2 separate regions of the Sus scrofa genome follow, and region 2 is linked to region 1. Evidence: chromatin contacts called from public HiChIP or PLAC-seq data. All regions are on one chromosome and are shown on one strand. Each heading gives the region's core, a stretch centred on a gene start, on an enhancer-like site or on the middle of the called end of the contact. The rest is flanking DNA. Distances are from core to core; before and after follow the strand shown. Region 1 has its middle 300 kb from the start of PRDM1. Region 2 has its middle 75 kb from the start of PRDM1.

Region 1 (7,678 bases), core at 3,061-5,560:
ATATTTTATTTACATTTCTTTTTTGATATTTCATTGTTTGCATAAAAAATGTAACTGATTTCTAAGTGTTAATCTTATTTCCTGCTACTTTGCTGAATTCATTTGTCAGATTGAGTAGTTTTTGTGTGGAGTCTTTAGAGTTTTCTATATATAGTATCCTGTCATCTACAAATAGTGACAATTTTACCTCTTCTCTTCCAATTTGAATGCTTTTAACTTATTTATTTATTTTGTGTGATTGCTGTGGCTAGGACTTCCAATACTATGTTGAATGAAAGTGGTGAGATTGGGAAGCTTTGTGTTATTGCAGATTTTAGCAAGAAGTATTTTGGCTTTTCTCTGTTGAGTATTATATTGGCTGTGGGTTTGTTATAAATGGCTTTTACTATGTTGAGTTATGTTCCCTATATACCCACTTTGGTAAGAGTTTTTATTGTGAATGGATGTTGAATTTTCAAATGATTTTCTGCATCTATTGAGATGATCACGTGGTTTTGATTTTCCTTTTGTTAAACTGGTATGTGATGGTGATTGATTTGCATAAGTTGAACCATCCATGTGAACTTGGGAGAAATCTGGCTTGGTTGTGGTGTGTGATCTTTTTCATGTGTGGTTGGATTTGGTTGGCTAAAATTTTGTTGAGAATTTTTGCATCTATATTCATCAAAGATAACTGACCTATAATTTTCTTTTTTGATTATATCTTTGTCTGTTTTTGGTATTAATGTGATCATGGCTTCATAGAATGTCTTTGGGACTATTCCCTTTTCTTCAATCTTTTGGAAGAGTTAAGAAGGATTGGTATAAGTTCTTTGCATGTTTGGTAGAATTTGCCTGTGAACCCATCTGGTCCTAGACTTTCATTTGTAGAGAGTTTTTAAAATTTCATATTCTATTTTACTTATAGTTATTGGTCTATTCAAATTATCTATTTCTTCTTGATTCATCTTTGCCATTATTTTTTGAGAACTGACAGTTTATGCTTTACTGACTATCTTGTTTTATGGATATTTGTATTCTCATTCCCATGCCCACCCTCTGCCCCCGCACCTCTGTAGTTAAATTGCAAGAAGACAGAGACTGTGATAGGTGCTCAATATAGTGAGTGGCTGATATTGATGTTGATGACGCTGTGTATTCATACTTAAAAATATATATTTGTTATATATATGTGTATATATACATGCACACATAAATGTATGTATAAATAGATATATATGTACCTGCCTATCTATCTTTTGTGAGTTTTTTATGGAGTAAAAGTTCAAGTACTGGAAATATGGTTAGGTGATGGAGCTGACTATTAATGATTTGCCTAGAGGTAGTAATAGAGGCAATGGTAGTAGTAAAGCTAATTACCCTTTCTACAAAAGAAATTGGTCAGAAAGGGAAATTCATGTGCATAGACAGGATGGCAAACTGCCAGTTTCACTTGTGCAAATTTTAAATTCCTAGGGCTTTGGGTCCCACTTCATTGTGCCCCTTTCCTGCCCAGTGACAGATGGCAGGTGTGGTCAGATTTTCATGTGAATCAAGCATTCCTGGGAGCCCAGACCTTGACATCTGCTATTGGAAATCCATATTCTTTAGCAATTTACCAAGAGAATTGCATCAGGAAGAGCCTAGCCGATTCTTTCAAGAAGTCATATCACCAGAGATAATCAGGGCTCTGAGCAGAAAATGCCACATGCCCCAGCCTCTTCTCCTTTCCTCGGAACATGTGTCCTTCAGAAGTGTGTCAAAACAGCACTGGATCTCATGTTACCTTCTGCCAGTGTAAGCCTTGACCAGACTCGATTTGCTTCAACTCATACATTTAAGGTAAGATTTAGCTACAAAGAGCTTAAAAACCCTTTGGCTTTTAAAACTAAGAATGGGAACGTCAGACCTCCTGGAGGGGATGTGTTTTGTTTCTATTTTGTAGGTGGAAAGAACAGGTTAGTATAGATTGAAATGCTTAGATGTATTGACAGAAACACTAGATGCTCACACATTTGTAAAGCTAGAAAATGTTCAGAGATTGTCTAGTGAGTCCAGTCCTCTGTTTTCCAGAAGAAGGTGCCGAGCCCAAGGATGTGAAGTAACTTGCCTGGGAACTGTGGGCTCTTTCTCTTTGAGTCTCTGGGCTGAAGGTCATTTGGGTCCTATCCTGTGCACTAGCCCAGTGAGTAGCTGAGTTTGGGCTTCTTGAGAACCCAGGCCTCCTCCTCCTTTGGAGCTGCACTGTTTCCTGTATTGAGAGCTTGTGCAAAAAAATGTGGTATAGGAGCCAGGGTCTCTGGCACCAAATGAGTGAAAAGAGGATGTTTTGTTTTTTGATCATAAAGGGGCCACCATGCTTCTGAGTGAGACTTGGAACAAATCATCCAGTTGACCAGGGAGGTGGTTCTCGACTCCGGCTGCACATTCCAACCGGCTAGGTTGGTCTCCAGAATCCCAAGACTCTGGTCCCCTCACCCAGATCCATTAAATCAGGGTGGGGGTGGGAAGGAGAGGGCGAGCATCATACGAGGTCATTCTCAGCACGACAGAGTGGCCAAGCCCTGCTCTGGTGTCTGCTTGTGGATGCTCTTGAAACCTTGTTCTCTACTTACACTGAAGATGGACTTAAGCTGCCCACTTACATCCTATAGTGGAGGGAGACAGCGTCCCTGACAGACTTGCCTTCAAAATATCAAAAAGAACTCATTGATTTTGTTGAGGAGGGAGTGTACTGCCTGTCAAGTGGCCACCACCTCCAGCTTCGTGAAGGACAAGTAACTCTATGACATGCGGCTTCCTGCTTGTCTGCACATTGCCCACCACATCGCACGTCTGGCCTTCCATGAGCAAAAGTTTCACTACTGAAATCACTGGGTGACCTTTCTCGTTTTTCATACAGCCGGAGGAAGAGACGGTTTGCTCTCGAGTAGGCTTGCTATCAAGTTGAATACTTCTGTCAGACAGGGAAGCATCTAGCCATGGAAGCCTGAATCTGTAGCATTTTTGGTGCCTTTGTCTTTTCCCCATTCACTGCTGGATGAGGTGGCTATTTTGGGACTGTGTTCAATATCTTTGGAGCTCATGGAAGCGAGAGACTTACAAGATACCAAAAGTGGTCAGGCAGCTCTTGTTTCTTGCTACCTCTATTCCAAAGGTGTTGGATCTTAGAAAGCAAGTAGAAGGTCCCAAACTGTAATGGCCAGGGCACCAGCTTCTCCTGACCACAGCAACGTGCTGCCTCTTCCCCCCACAAATCAAGGGCTGGAAGCTGAAAATCAGCATCCTCTGGAGAAGCCTCCTGAGAAAAAAAGAGCAACAGACAAAGGAGAAAAAAAAAAAAAAAAAGCAAAAGGTAAAGAAAAAGCTGGAGGCAGAGAAGAGAAGCTGGGAGTGGTTTGCACAGCCAACTCTGGCCCCTACTATCCATCCCTGGCTTCTCCTGTAGGCTTCCTCCCACCCTTGGCTCCATCTCACTCTAGTGACACAGAGGAAGCTCCAATATCCTTGGCAACCGGGGCAGATGCTGTGATCCCAACTGCCCAAGGCTCATCTTGCATTCAAATTATTCTGGTGAAGAACAGGCAAATTCAGTCATTCCCACCTACCCCCCAACCCACTCTCTCCTTAAGGAAATCCAGTCCAGGGGCTCCCAGCAGAATATCATGGAATTACATTTTGATGCAATAAATTCCATTTTGGGAAGTAGTAATTTTATTAGCAGGAACTGCCATTTATTTTATGTGTATATTTTATGTGTATTGCAAAATAGTAAATAAGCCACCTAATATATCAAATACTTGGATATATTTATATCTTTTTGATAATATTTTGTTAGAAACTATTTTGTTCAGATGAGATACCTTTAAATTTTAGAAAATGTAGAAGAAACAAACAAAAATGATCAAAGCCTACCCCTTATTCTTTTGTCTCCCCATTATCCTAATTGAGTGGAAAATCAGCTCTACTTTTGAGGCCAAGTTTGAGACCCTCTTGTGTAATAGATAAACTATTAGACTCTAAGAGAAACTGCCCACTGTCTCAAGTTGAGATTATGGTTGGTGCCCTGTCTCTGACAAGCCCTGTGGCTTCCATAAAGTGTTAGCCCTTTCCTGGCAGAAACATGACACTCACCCTGCGGGTCCTTCCTACTGGCTGGGGCACTGAGCGTCCAGCTAGGTTGTTGGTGGCTTGGGAGGGAGGGGGGAGGTTTAATTATAAAGAAATTTGCCCAGCAAACATTCTTTGATGATAGCAGAATGGAAACCAGCCGTCAGGAAGGCAAATGGCATGCTGATCAAGAGCCAGGTGGCTGCCTCCAGGAGCTAATTGTTCACTGAAGCCCCGGAAGAAAGGGTCTGATGTTCTGGCTGGAAGGGAAGAGACAGACATGGCAGGACTCTGTACCTGGAGAAAGCAAAACTGGAGTGGCGAGCGAGGAAAGGGCAAGAGCCGAGGAGGAAGTCCCTCGTCCTCTGTTGCTTTTAATTACTTCCTCTACAGGGACTCGAGGAGGCAAGAAGGGCTCCCGGGCAGCAGGCAAAAGGACAGGGACAGCAGAAGAGCACCAAGCGCCAGCCAAATGCCACTGAGGGAGAGAACAGAGCCCTCAATAGAAATGTTGGGATGGACTAATTTACTAGAATGTTTTTCAGTGAAATGCCTGAAATTAAAATGACATAACCCTGGCCCAAAGGAGAGGGGACTGTGGTGGGAAGAGCTTGGAAGACCTGGGTTTCAGTCCCAACTTCAGCGTTTAACAACTGTGGGAGAGGAGGATGAATGGCTTAAGACAACTCAGCTTCCTCATCTGCAAAATGGTGAGAATAACAACTTCTCAGAGGTTTCTTATGAAGTTTGCCGTGATGTGTGCAAAGGGCCTGGGGACATTCCTGCCACAGAGTTGAGTGTCCAATAAAGAGCAGTTTGCTGTCATCTTCTTTGGAGATGGAAATGGAGACCGTGAAGGCAACTTCATGGCTTTGTGGCTTCCCCTGAAGGGAAGAGATAGGGGTTGTGCGATGTGGGTCGATCTGTGTTTGTGAGGTTGGAATCTGGGGGGTCCACGTTCAGACAGGCCACTCAGTTGTTCTGCCCAGGTGTTGGGGGACTGACGGGTAAGGTACAGGATGCAGCCCGCGTGGTCATCACTGGCCACCAGCAGGGAGCCTGTGGAAGCACACAGCCCTCCCGCCACCTCGTGGACAAGCGGGAAGGGAGGTGGAAGGCTGAACCCCCACAGGCAGGCCAGCAAAACGGGCCCGGGAGAAGCGGGTGCCCTGGCCTAAACCTCACAAGAGTTGGTTGCCAAAAATGCAAAAGAGAGATGGAGAAGATAGTAAAAAAGGAAGAGTCCAGGAGAAAGATCAGTGTCTGGATCTTTCTAGATGTGGGACAGAAAAGGAGTGTGGGAAGAGGCATGTGGGTAGGGTGAAAGCGGCGACTTGCGCTCTTTCGTGTTTTGAAAGGTGGTTTCTGGGCTGAGGGAGTGAGGGCTGCAGAGGTCTGTGGAAACCTCACTGTGACGTCCCCGGAAGAATTCAGGAGGCGGCTTGAGGAGGAGGCCACGGGTGAGTGCCAGGTGCTGCCTTCAACACACAGTGGGAACAGCTTGGTGAGACCCAAGGACACCAGATCTGAGCTCTAGTTTTCCCTGGTCTTTAACTAGCTCAGGGACCACCCCTCTTCCCAAGTCATTTCATCCCTCTGAGCTTCACCCTTCTGGCTACCAGGGAAGGAATGGAACCAGAAGATCGATTCTGAACCTTCTAAGAAGACACGACCCTTTTTGAACAACGTCAGAAGCTTCTGCTCACCTCCCTCAATCTGGGCACACGGTCTTCTTCAGCAACTCCTGGCCCTGGTGGAGAAACCCCAGCTAGATAGTCACCCAGCTCTTTGTGAGGCTGATGTTTGCTCATGCTGTGATGGAGAAGGGCAAGATGTGTTCCTGGGACTGTAGCAAGAGAAATGCCTAACATGATTGGCCTGTGGCTCTCCCCATGTACAATTTGCCCTTATCGTGATAAGGTTATACATAGTCATAAACTATAAAATTAAAGTCTGTATGAACTATAATAAATACCTGTAGCTAAAAAAGTAGGTTCACATGTAAACAAACAAACAAACAAACAAAAGATGGATTAGAAAGAGAGATGCAAAGGGACTCTGCACAGGCTCTGATGTGGCTGCTTCTCTGGAAGAAACTAATGGCCAAAGTCCAAGTCAGGGTGGGAACAGCCAAGCTGGTGTCTCCCCTCAAAACTCAGCCCCTGAGCTGCAGGAAGGAAGGCAGCCTGGGAGCCTGGGGCAAGAGACACCCCTTGACAAGTGGCTCGTTCCACAGGGAGACTCTGGGGAAGCTCCCTGCTACCCTCCAGCTCCAAGGATGTGAGACTTTAGAAGCTCTGCCTCCAGGAACACCTGAATATTCCCCATCAGTATTGTTTCCAGACGCTTTCAATGAGAGACCCGAATGATCTGTGACGAGCCCCTCTGCCTTTCAGCTGGCAGTGCTTTTAGCCTCAGCCTTGTCTTACTCAAACTTCCTTTGAACATCCCTGCCCATTTCCCCCTTCATCCTACTATGTATACGAAGCTCCATAAATTCTTCTCAAATGAGGGTTAAAGTGTAAAGAGGTAAAGCTGCTTAATGGTTAAAAAACAAAACAAAACAGATTCTGGAGCTGTACCACCTCACTTCAGATATAAGCTTAATAGCTGTGTGTCCTTGGTAAGCTACTTACCCTCTCTGTGCCTCATTGCTTCACCTATAAAATGTAGTTAATAATCTATTCAACTTCATAGGATTGTGAGATATGAGTGAGTTAATAAAGTGCTTAGAAGAGTGTCTGGCACAGAGCAAGCACTTCACGGTATTGGCTGTGATTATTTTCCAAAATTTCTCACATTTTTTCCTCTAAATTAGTTCCTTCCTCAGTATTTTTATTTTTTGGGAAAAAGGAAAAGCCATAGGCACACAATAAAGCAGCTATAGAGTCAGTAGTAACAAAATTGAAGAATTTCTACCCTCTGTCTTTCCTCTTACTCTTCTCCTAATTTGGAAAGGATGATTCGTCATTATTTTCTATGAATCCATCACCTGTAATTAATTGATTTTTTTTTTCAAAAAGGACTATTAGTGAACTTAATAATGCAAGCAGGACTGGGGAGAAGACTTGGAGGAAGATGGATTTGCCTCTCGTCCAGGTCTCTGTCTCCCTCCCGAGGTACCTTTACTGCTAGAGGGAACGGAGCACCACAGATATTTTCCTTTGAATTTTCAAGTTCGGGTATAAATTTGAAGCTAATGTTCAGATTTAGTTTTGAAATTAATCTATTAAAATCTGATGGGGGAGTTCCCGCTGTGGCACAGGGGAAAGGAATCTGACTAGGAACCATGAGGTTGCAGGTTCGATCCCGCCTTGCTTGGTGGGTTAAGAATCTGGCGTTGCTGTGGCTGTGGCGTAGGCTGGTGGCTACAGCTCCGATTCAACCCCTAGCCTGGGAACCTCCATATGCCACAAGTGTGGCCCTATAAAGACAAAAAAAAAAAAAAAAAAAAAAAAAAATGATGGGGAAGGTAAGTGGTATTTCATTGTTCAAAGCAGAACGAGAGACCGTAGCAAAGAAAACCACTTTGCAGGGTTTAAAACCTTTATCTGTGTAGACTGGAATATCTGGAACACAAAGCTTAGGA
Region 2 (7,678 bases), core at 1,673-4,172, 220 kb before region 1:
CCAGTGCCCAGGTCCAGAGAGATACTTAAACAGAGTGGTGAGGCAGCTCTGGACCCAGACAGGAAGAATGGTGAGCCCGAAAAAGAGCTCCCACTAATGTGAGTCATGTGAGAATCCTTGGGGCCATTTCCTAAAAGGCTTTGACAAGAATGCGGGATTCAGGTGCTGGAAATTTAGTTTGTATATAATATAAAGCCATTAGAGGCTCTGGAGATAAAAAGAGATTTCATCAAAGTGATAATGTTTGTCACTGAGCAAAGAGCCTGTGAGTGAAAGGGATACAGCAGGGAGGGGAACAGGACAGGCTGGGCCCCTGGCCTCTTAGGGGGGCCCTGGCCTCTTGGGGCGCCCCAACGAGTACATTAGGAAGCTGAAGCTGATGCTGTCATGGAGGAAAGGTGGGCACTGGGAGTGCTCTGAGCTGCAGTCTTTAGTAGTTGAGTTGAGGAAAACATAAAGAAGCCTGGCCTGTGTGATGCAAAAGGAGTAGATAGGCAGGCCCTGCTTTGCTAACCCCCAAGTGAGGAGGGACAGTAAGAGAAGATCCTAAGGAATAAAAAAGTAGGAAAGAGTCCAGACAAAATGGGAAATGTCTAAATTATCTCCTTTGTTTAAAAGCCTCAAGAAATTTAGGAGATTAAAAGTACCAAGAAAAAAAAAAAAAAATGAGTTCCCGTCGTGGTGCAGTGGAAATGAATCTGACTAGGAACCATGAGGTTGTGGGTTCAATCCCTAGCCTCGCTCAGTGGGTTAAGGATCTGGCATTGCTGCGAGCTATGGTGTAGATTGCACACGTGGCTCAGATCCTGCGTTTCTGCGTTTCTGCGGCTGTGGTGTAGGCCAGCAGTAACAGCTGAAATTATACCCCTAGCCTGGGAACCTCCATATGCCGAGGGTGTGGCCCTGAAAAGCAAAAATAAAAATAAAAATAAATAAAAAATAAAAATACCAAGAAAATCAGGGTTTTTTTGGAGTTTCCTTTGTGACTCAGCAGTAATGAATCTTACTAGTATCCATGAGGACGCAGGTTGATCCCTGGCCTCACTCAGTGGGTTAAGGATCCAGAGTTGCTGTGAGCTGTGGTGTAGGTCACGGAAACAGCTCAGATCTGGTGTTGCTGTGGTTGTGGTGTAGACCAGCAACTATAGTTCCAATTGGATCCGTAGCCCGGGAACTTTCATATGGTGTAGATGCGGCCTTAAAAAATAAGAAAAAAAAAATTAGCGTTTTTCTTTTTTTTTTCTTTTTTAGGGCCACATCTGTGGCACAAAGAAATTTCAGGGCTAGGGGTCAAAATAGAGCAGTAGCTGAGGCCTTTATACCACAGGCACAGCAACACTAGATTCTTAACCCACTGAGTGAGGCCAGGATTTGAACATGAGTTCTCACAGGGACAATGTTGGGTCCCTAACTCACTGAGCCACAACAGGAACTTTCAGAATATTAGTTTTTGTTTGGTTGGTTTTTTTTTTTTTTTTTTTTTTTTGTCTTTTTGCTATTTCTTGGGCCGCTCCCGCGGCATATGGAGGTTCCCAGGCTAGGGGTCGAATCGGAGCTGTAGCCATCGGCCTACGCCAGAGCCACAGCAACTCGGGACCCGAGCTGCGTCTGCGACCCACACCACAGCCCATGGCAACGCTGGATCATTAACCCACTGAGCAAGGGCAGGGACCGAACCCGCAACCTCATGGTTCCTAGTCGGATTCGTCAACCACTGTGCCACGACGGGAACTCCAGAATATTAGTTTTGAATATAACTTAAGCGCCAACTCCCCTCATCTTTATTCCATATAATTTGGAAGATGTCACAGAGCAGATCATTTTCTATGAAAAGTCTGCTCAAATAGGAAAAAAACTGAGAGTTTCCTCTGTCCTAAATAATTTTTGATTCACCAGCTCCTGAGAACATGTGAAATGGAAATGCAACAAACTAAGAAAAACCAAGAGGAAGTATTTACAAGGAAAACAGGTCAGATATAACTGTGACTAAGCCCTCGTGAAATACACTGGGGAAACTGCAAATAATAATAATTAATTTGAGTACAGTGTGTTATCATCTGCTAGGGCACCTTCCAAATTATATGCAAGTGGCATAAACAATCACTGTGGGAGTCAGGATTTTTTTTTTTTTTTTTTTTTTACTTTTTAGGGCCGCACCTGCAGCATATGGAAGTTCCCAGGCTAGGGGTTGAATCAGAGCTACAGCTGCCGGCCTACACCACAGTTACAGCAACGTAAGAGCCGAGCCGTGTCTGCAACTAACACCACAGCTCACGGCAATGCCAAATCCTTAACCCATTGAGTGAGGCCAGGGATCAAACCCGCAACCTCACGGTTCCTAGTTGGATTTGTTTCCACTGCGCCACGACGGGAACTCCAAGAACATTTTAAACTTATCCTCTGGCCCAGGGAATGAGGTGATTTTGCTCTGCTGTCCCAGCAGAGAAGCCACGAGGGGGATTCCTGCTTCCCAGGGGGAGTCTCCTGCCCCACAACACAGTGCCAGAGTAGGAAGCAGATAAGCAGTTTCTGATGGAAAGAGGGGCCCAGTATGTGGCCTTCACCTTGCCGAGCCGGAAAGAAGGCAGCATTTCTCCATTCCGTGTACCAGCCAAACCCCGAAAATACTTTGCTTCTATCTGGTAATGGTCTCACTTTTGTTCTTTCTGTTTTGTTTTTGTTTTGGGTGGCGGGGTGGGGGGTGGATAACTAGTCGAGGAATGGAGGAAAAGGGAAGATGTCTTCTAAGGACAAACAGATGATAAAATGATAAAATGATGCCTGAAGTTGATGGACATTTTCAAAGACTCTCAAGCTTCCATTTAGGCAGAGTTTAGGTTCAGCCTAGAAGGGAAACTTTCTAAATTCTCCTAACTGCAAGCTCATTAGGCAGGGGTCCTTTGAGGAAGCAAAGCTACTTCTTACCCAGACAGACTTCCCAGTCATCAATGACTCAACTGTTGTGTAGACAGGTCATCTCTACCATTGCAGAGAGAAGAAGAAAAAAGGGGGGAAAGAGAAAAAAAAAGGCACCATGAGTCTTGGCTGAGTTTGAACACACCCATAAGGAGAGGCTTAAGTGTTTACACGCAACATGTTTTCCTCAGTCTAAACAAGGATCTGCTCTCTCAGGAATCCAGCACTTTCCATGCTTCGGGGAGTCAGATCTTTCCTAGGAGGCGGTGGAACCGTGAAGTCATAGGCACTTTGGATAAGGACTGGTGTTGTTTCCAACCTAAAAGACTAGAAGGGGCTCATCTAGACTCATGAAATCATCCTGTGATTTCCTTCCGGCTTCAGAAGTCTTCAGAAGCCAGAGAAATAACTTTTCTGGAATGGACAGATTTATAAACCCCATGGGACTCTCAAACCAGAAGGAGATCTAAAGTTCTCTGGCTTCTTAAGACTAAAATTAGATTGAAGATGATTATAAAAGAACATGTACTCTACAGCAGAAGTTGGCACACTGTAAATCAACTATACTTTAATAATAACAATAAAGAACATGTAGCACAATCATCAAGATTTAAATCTATGACCAACAAATATTATAGGGGGAAGAATCTTAGTGCCACTTTTCTCCTCCCTCCTTCAGCTCCATTTCAAGAAAAGAAGTCAGGACATCCTTAAATTTTACATGTATACTTACATGTATGCTTAGGCTAAAGATTTTAATAAAAATTCTGGTGCAGTGTGTGAAAAATTGAATGTAATGGTCAAGCTTTTCAACTCCAAATTTGGAACTGAAGGTTACTTTTTCCTCAGTTGTATTGATTTTACTCAAAACCTGATACGCAAGGAATGTCTGTGAGCAAACAGAAAATCCAGACCTCATTGATTTTGCAAGTTACTGGAAGATTCGTGCAAAATAAATTCTCTTGAAATTAAACACCTGGTTTGACAGCTCCACTAATTACAGTCCACTCTACAGAGGAAGGCCAAGGCCTGTGGCCAAGCAGACAGATTAGCCACAGTTACTCAATAAAACAACTATTTAGCAGAGACAAACCCTGAGAGAGAAACCTAAGAAGTCATGTGCATATCCAAACAGGCTGCCCCAGCAGAAAGAAATCCCCTTAAGTCACTTTCGGCTTCATTAGCACATGAAAATGGGGTAATTGAACATTCTTCAGCCTTCCATCAAGTGCCAAAATCAATCATTCATGGAAATTAAGTTTTGATAAGGGGTGTTTAAACACTGTCAAAGACTGCTTGAATATGTCATTCTTTCTGCCTTGAGAAGATTCCAGCCAGCACTTAACTGTACAAAGAGACTGGAGAATTAAAGTTATCAGTACTAGTGTAAACGTACAACGTTATTAGAACCACAAACCAGAACAGGAAATCTAGTGAGGAATTTGTTGTTTCCATAAAAACATTTATTTGCGGGGGAGGTTGTTGTCCTTTGCACCAAGATATCATTCCTAACAGTTGTTTTGAAGAGCTCACAAGGACGTATTTTTAACTCAGCATCTATTTCTAAGAAAAGGTAGTTGTATACCAACTGTGATATATTTTTAATCACCATGCCAATATGTATAAAAGATTTTAGAGTGCTTTCATATATTCATAACAGCATATCATGCTATTACCACTATCAGCAGCCTCCCCCCCAAAAAATTCACCAGACTTGTGTTTCCAAAAACTTAAAAACAACAAAGCAATAGCACAATAACCCTTAAAGGGGAAAGAATGAGGTATAGAATAATTTGACACCACCATCAAAAAGAAAAACCTTCCCTTTTTTTTTTTTTTTTTTTTTAAACAGATAAGTTATCTACTGAACTGCAGGAAAACCAGAAGGTAAACCACTACAAAATCACTTGGGCTCTTTGGTCAAACTATATTCTTTCAACCTGTAAATATTTGTAAAGGGTCAAGAAGTTACTCAGGTTACGCTTCCCTTGGGTGCCACAAATACCAGTCTTTTATACAGTATTAGTCAAGAGTTACATTCATTATTGTTGAACAAAAGAATTCTAAGCCAAGGGGCTCCAGTGAAAGCTGAACAACCTGCTTCAATATTTATGTTAGCGTGTATGTTACTGTCTTTTTTTTTCCCTACCTCCTAGAGGGCTCCAATTTACCATATCCATACACAGGTCCACACCTTCCACCTCAGAAGCTCCTGGGGAGAGCATACCCAGCGGCTTTCTATCTAGTGGCCTATCCCAAGCCCAGTTACAATGAGAGCAGGTAGAGGTCAGGCTGCAGAAAGCTGCTCTCCTTTCCCTTTTCAGGTAGTTCACCCCCTGGGAACCTTTGATCTGACCATCAGCAAACACACACTCCCATATTTTGTACTTTCGAGTATAGATTTCAGAAAAGGGAGGGGTAGAACCCACCAACCCAGAATGACTCCTTCCCAAACAGTCCACACACTGTCCATCCTGTCGGCCACACAAAGAAAGGCAACCCTTCCTCCATCGCTCTCTCCTCCACTGACCACCCACTCTCCCTTCGGAGGAAGAGGCAAACTGCAAAGCCGCAATGCTGGAACACACCCTTCTGCTTTGCGAGCCACCTGCAAGGCCCCCAAATTAGCCAGATCCAGACTTGAGGTGAAAGCCTGGGCTCTTTTCAGATTCTTTATAATCCAAAACAAGCACCTACAAGTCCTATGACTTGAATGACTTGAATGGGAATGTCTGACTAGGAAGCCTTCTTCTCCAATGGCTAAAAGAAATAGCCAACTGATTTGCCTAGCAAATGGCCTGGAAATCTAATGAATCTAACTTTAAAATAAGAAAACTAGTAATAAAGACTAGGGCCAGGAGTATGTTACTGATCCAAGATAAAAGAAATGCAGAAGCTAAAGACGATTTTTTTAAAGGTCTAAGATGAATACACTTAAAGCTAATACAATGTTATGTGTCCATTATATACTTTTCCAAAATGTCTAAAGATAATCAGGAAGCAAGGGGGAGGCACAACTTCCAGAAAAGCAGGACTAAGGGTGTGTAAATTCAATGAAACCAGCAGATTACAGCCAGGGCACACTTAGCACCCAATAAACCTGCAGTCTCTGGCTGTTTGTTTTCTATGAATAGGTTCATTGCCTATACAGACGCCTCCCCCTCCCTTCTAATCAATTCTTGCCCTTCCTTTCCCTTCCTGAGAGAGTTAACTAGGTTATTAAAAAACTTCCTGATTATAGAAAGCATGATACACACTGCTCAGAGCCTGGGGGTTTGCCAGGGAAGACCCTGGTTTGTGTTTGTTGTTCTAAATGCTCCCTTTCACTCTCAAAAGTGTCCTGCTCTGGACAGTACATTCTACAGCCACTCTCTTCATAATATGTACAGGTATGTGTAATAAGGGAATGAATATATAAGCGACTATCTTCAATTCCAACTGTCTATCCCTAGGTGTATTGGAAAAAGAAGTCTCTGCCTAGGCTTATCTTGTCTTTACTAAGTCGGAATAAACTAACTAAAGAACAGAAAAAATAATCACAAAACCATTGCACTATAATAAAGTAGAAACTCCCAAACACCATGATCCCGTAGAAAGCGCCAAAGGAGCTTGGCTAACTCTGTGGGGTCTTTGTTTTGTTTTGTTGTGTTTTTTCCTCTTGGCCACACACACAGTTGAGGAAGGTGGCCAAAGAAAGCTCAAAACAGAAAGTGGATGAGAAAATGAGAAAACTCAGCACTGTGAACCAGAAAATGCACTCTCTACAGGTGTGCACAGCAACACCTAGGGTCAATAAACACCCAGGGTAAATTATAGAATGGAATGAATTGAATGCCTTAAGCATCATCTCTTCTTCCAGTGGACAAAAGCAATGAAGTAAGTAAGGAAAACAAAACCCCAAATATCTATAAAACAATCAGGACGTAAATTCATATTCAATGAGGATAATTCAAAGCCTTTTCTACATTTGTATAAAGCAGAATACATTTCAAAAAAAAAGACCAAAGCCCTAGAAATCTTCCCTACTTTTTAACATTAAAATTCATTTCCAATATTAGATGCCTTAAGGATGAAAACATTCAAAGTGATTTTTCAATTAGCTATAACTCTGACAATCCTCTTTTGAATCACGCCCCCAAATAAAGATGTTATGAAATAAATCCCTTACGTCACCAGTAGATATTATTATCCCATTTCCATGCAGCTCAGCAAGGTTAAGTGTCTCTAAGCGATTCTCTCTGAAGTTAAACATTAAATTAAAAAATTAAAACACCGCTAAGAAACATGTGGTGACCTGAAGGCATTTTAAGAGCAGCAAAGGTTAGAAGGGCAGCTCTCAAATAACACCCATTGTTCTAGCTCTACTTAATGACAAAAGGAGAAAAGAAAGCGATTACCTGGCCTTACCTCTACATCTCAATTCAAATGCTACTTAAGAAAACAAAAACCCTCATTTTTTGCCACCGAGCACTTTTCAGCTTAGTCAAACTCTGATTTTTTTTCTAAAAATCAAATTAACTTCTCCAACTCTGTTCATGCACCAAAATTAAGGACAGCTAAATTCAGAAGTAGATTTGAGGAGAGTTTAGGGTCTTAATGGAGCTCAATGAAGATCCAGAATTTAAAGAGCAAAAATATTAAATGAATATGTCCAACTTGAAATTTCGCAGAAAGTTATTTTCAATATTAGCATCCCCTCAAATGTTATAATCTGTTTTTCCATTTTGAAAAAGTACATATACTAACTCCAAAATCTAGGGGG

What was found. HiChIP or PLAC-seq counts read pairs in DNA pulled down with a chosen protein or histone mark.
Region 2: an H3K27ac HiChIP or PLAC-seq map of alveolar macrophages shows a contact between it and region 1. The contact joins two enhancer-like sites. A contact is called at or near these places in 2 of 2 datasets of contacts at active chromatin or transcription factors (alveolar macrophages and skeletal muscle).

The regions. Positions count from the first base shown.
Region 1 is chr1:72,008,268-72,015,945 of Sscrofa11.1, reverse strand. It overlaps a transcript of PREP not described here. Among named protein-coding and RNA genes, the nearest start is that of PRDM1, 300 kb to the left of the region's middle. Within about 2 kb of position 4,310, at least 7 of the 83 cell types and tissues checked have an H3K27ac peak or open chromatin away from gene starts, as enhancers often do. A contact at or near this core is called in alveolar macrophages, where this site is marked.
Region 2 is chr1:72,230,250-72,237,927 of Sscrofa11.1, reverse strand. No RefSeq gene overlaps it. Among named protein-coding and RNA genes, the nearest start is that of PRDM1, 75 kb to the left of the region's middle. Within about 2 kb of position 2,922, at least 4 of the 83 cell types and tissues checked have an H3K27ac peak or open chromatin away from gene starts, as enhancers often do. A contact at or near this core is called in alveolar macrophages, where this site is marked.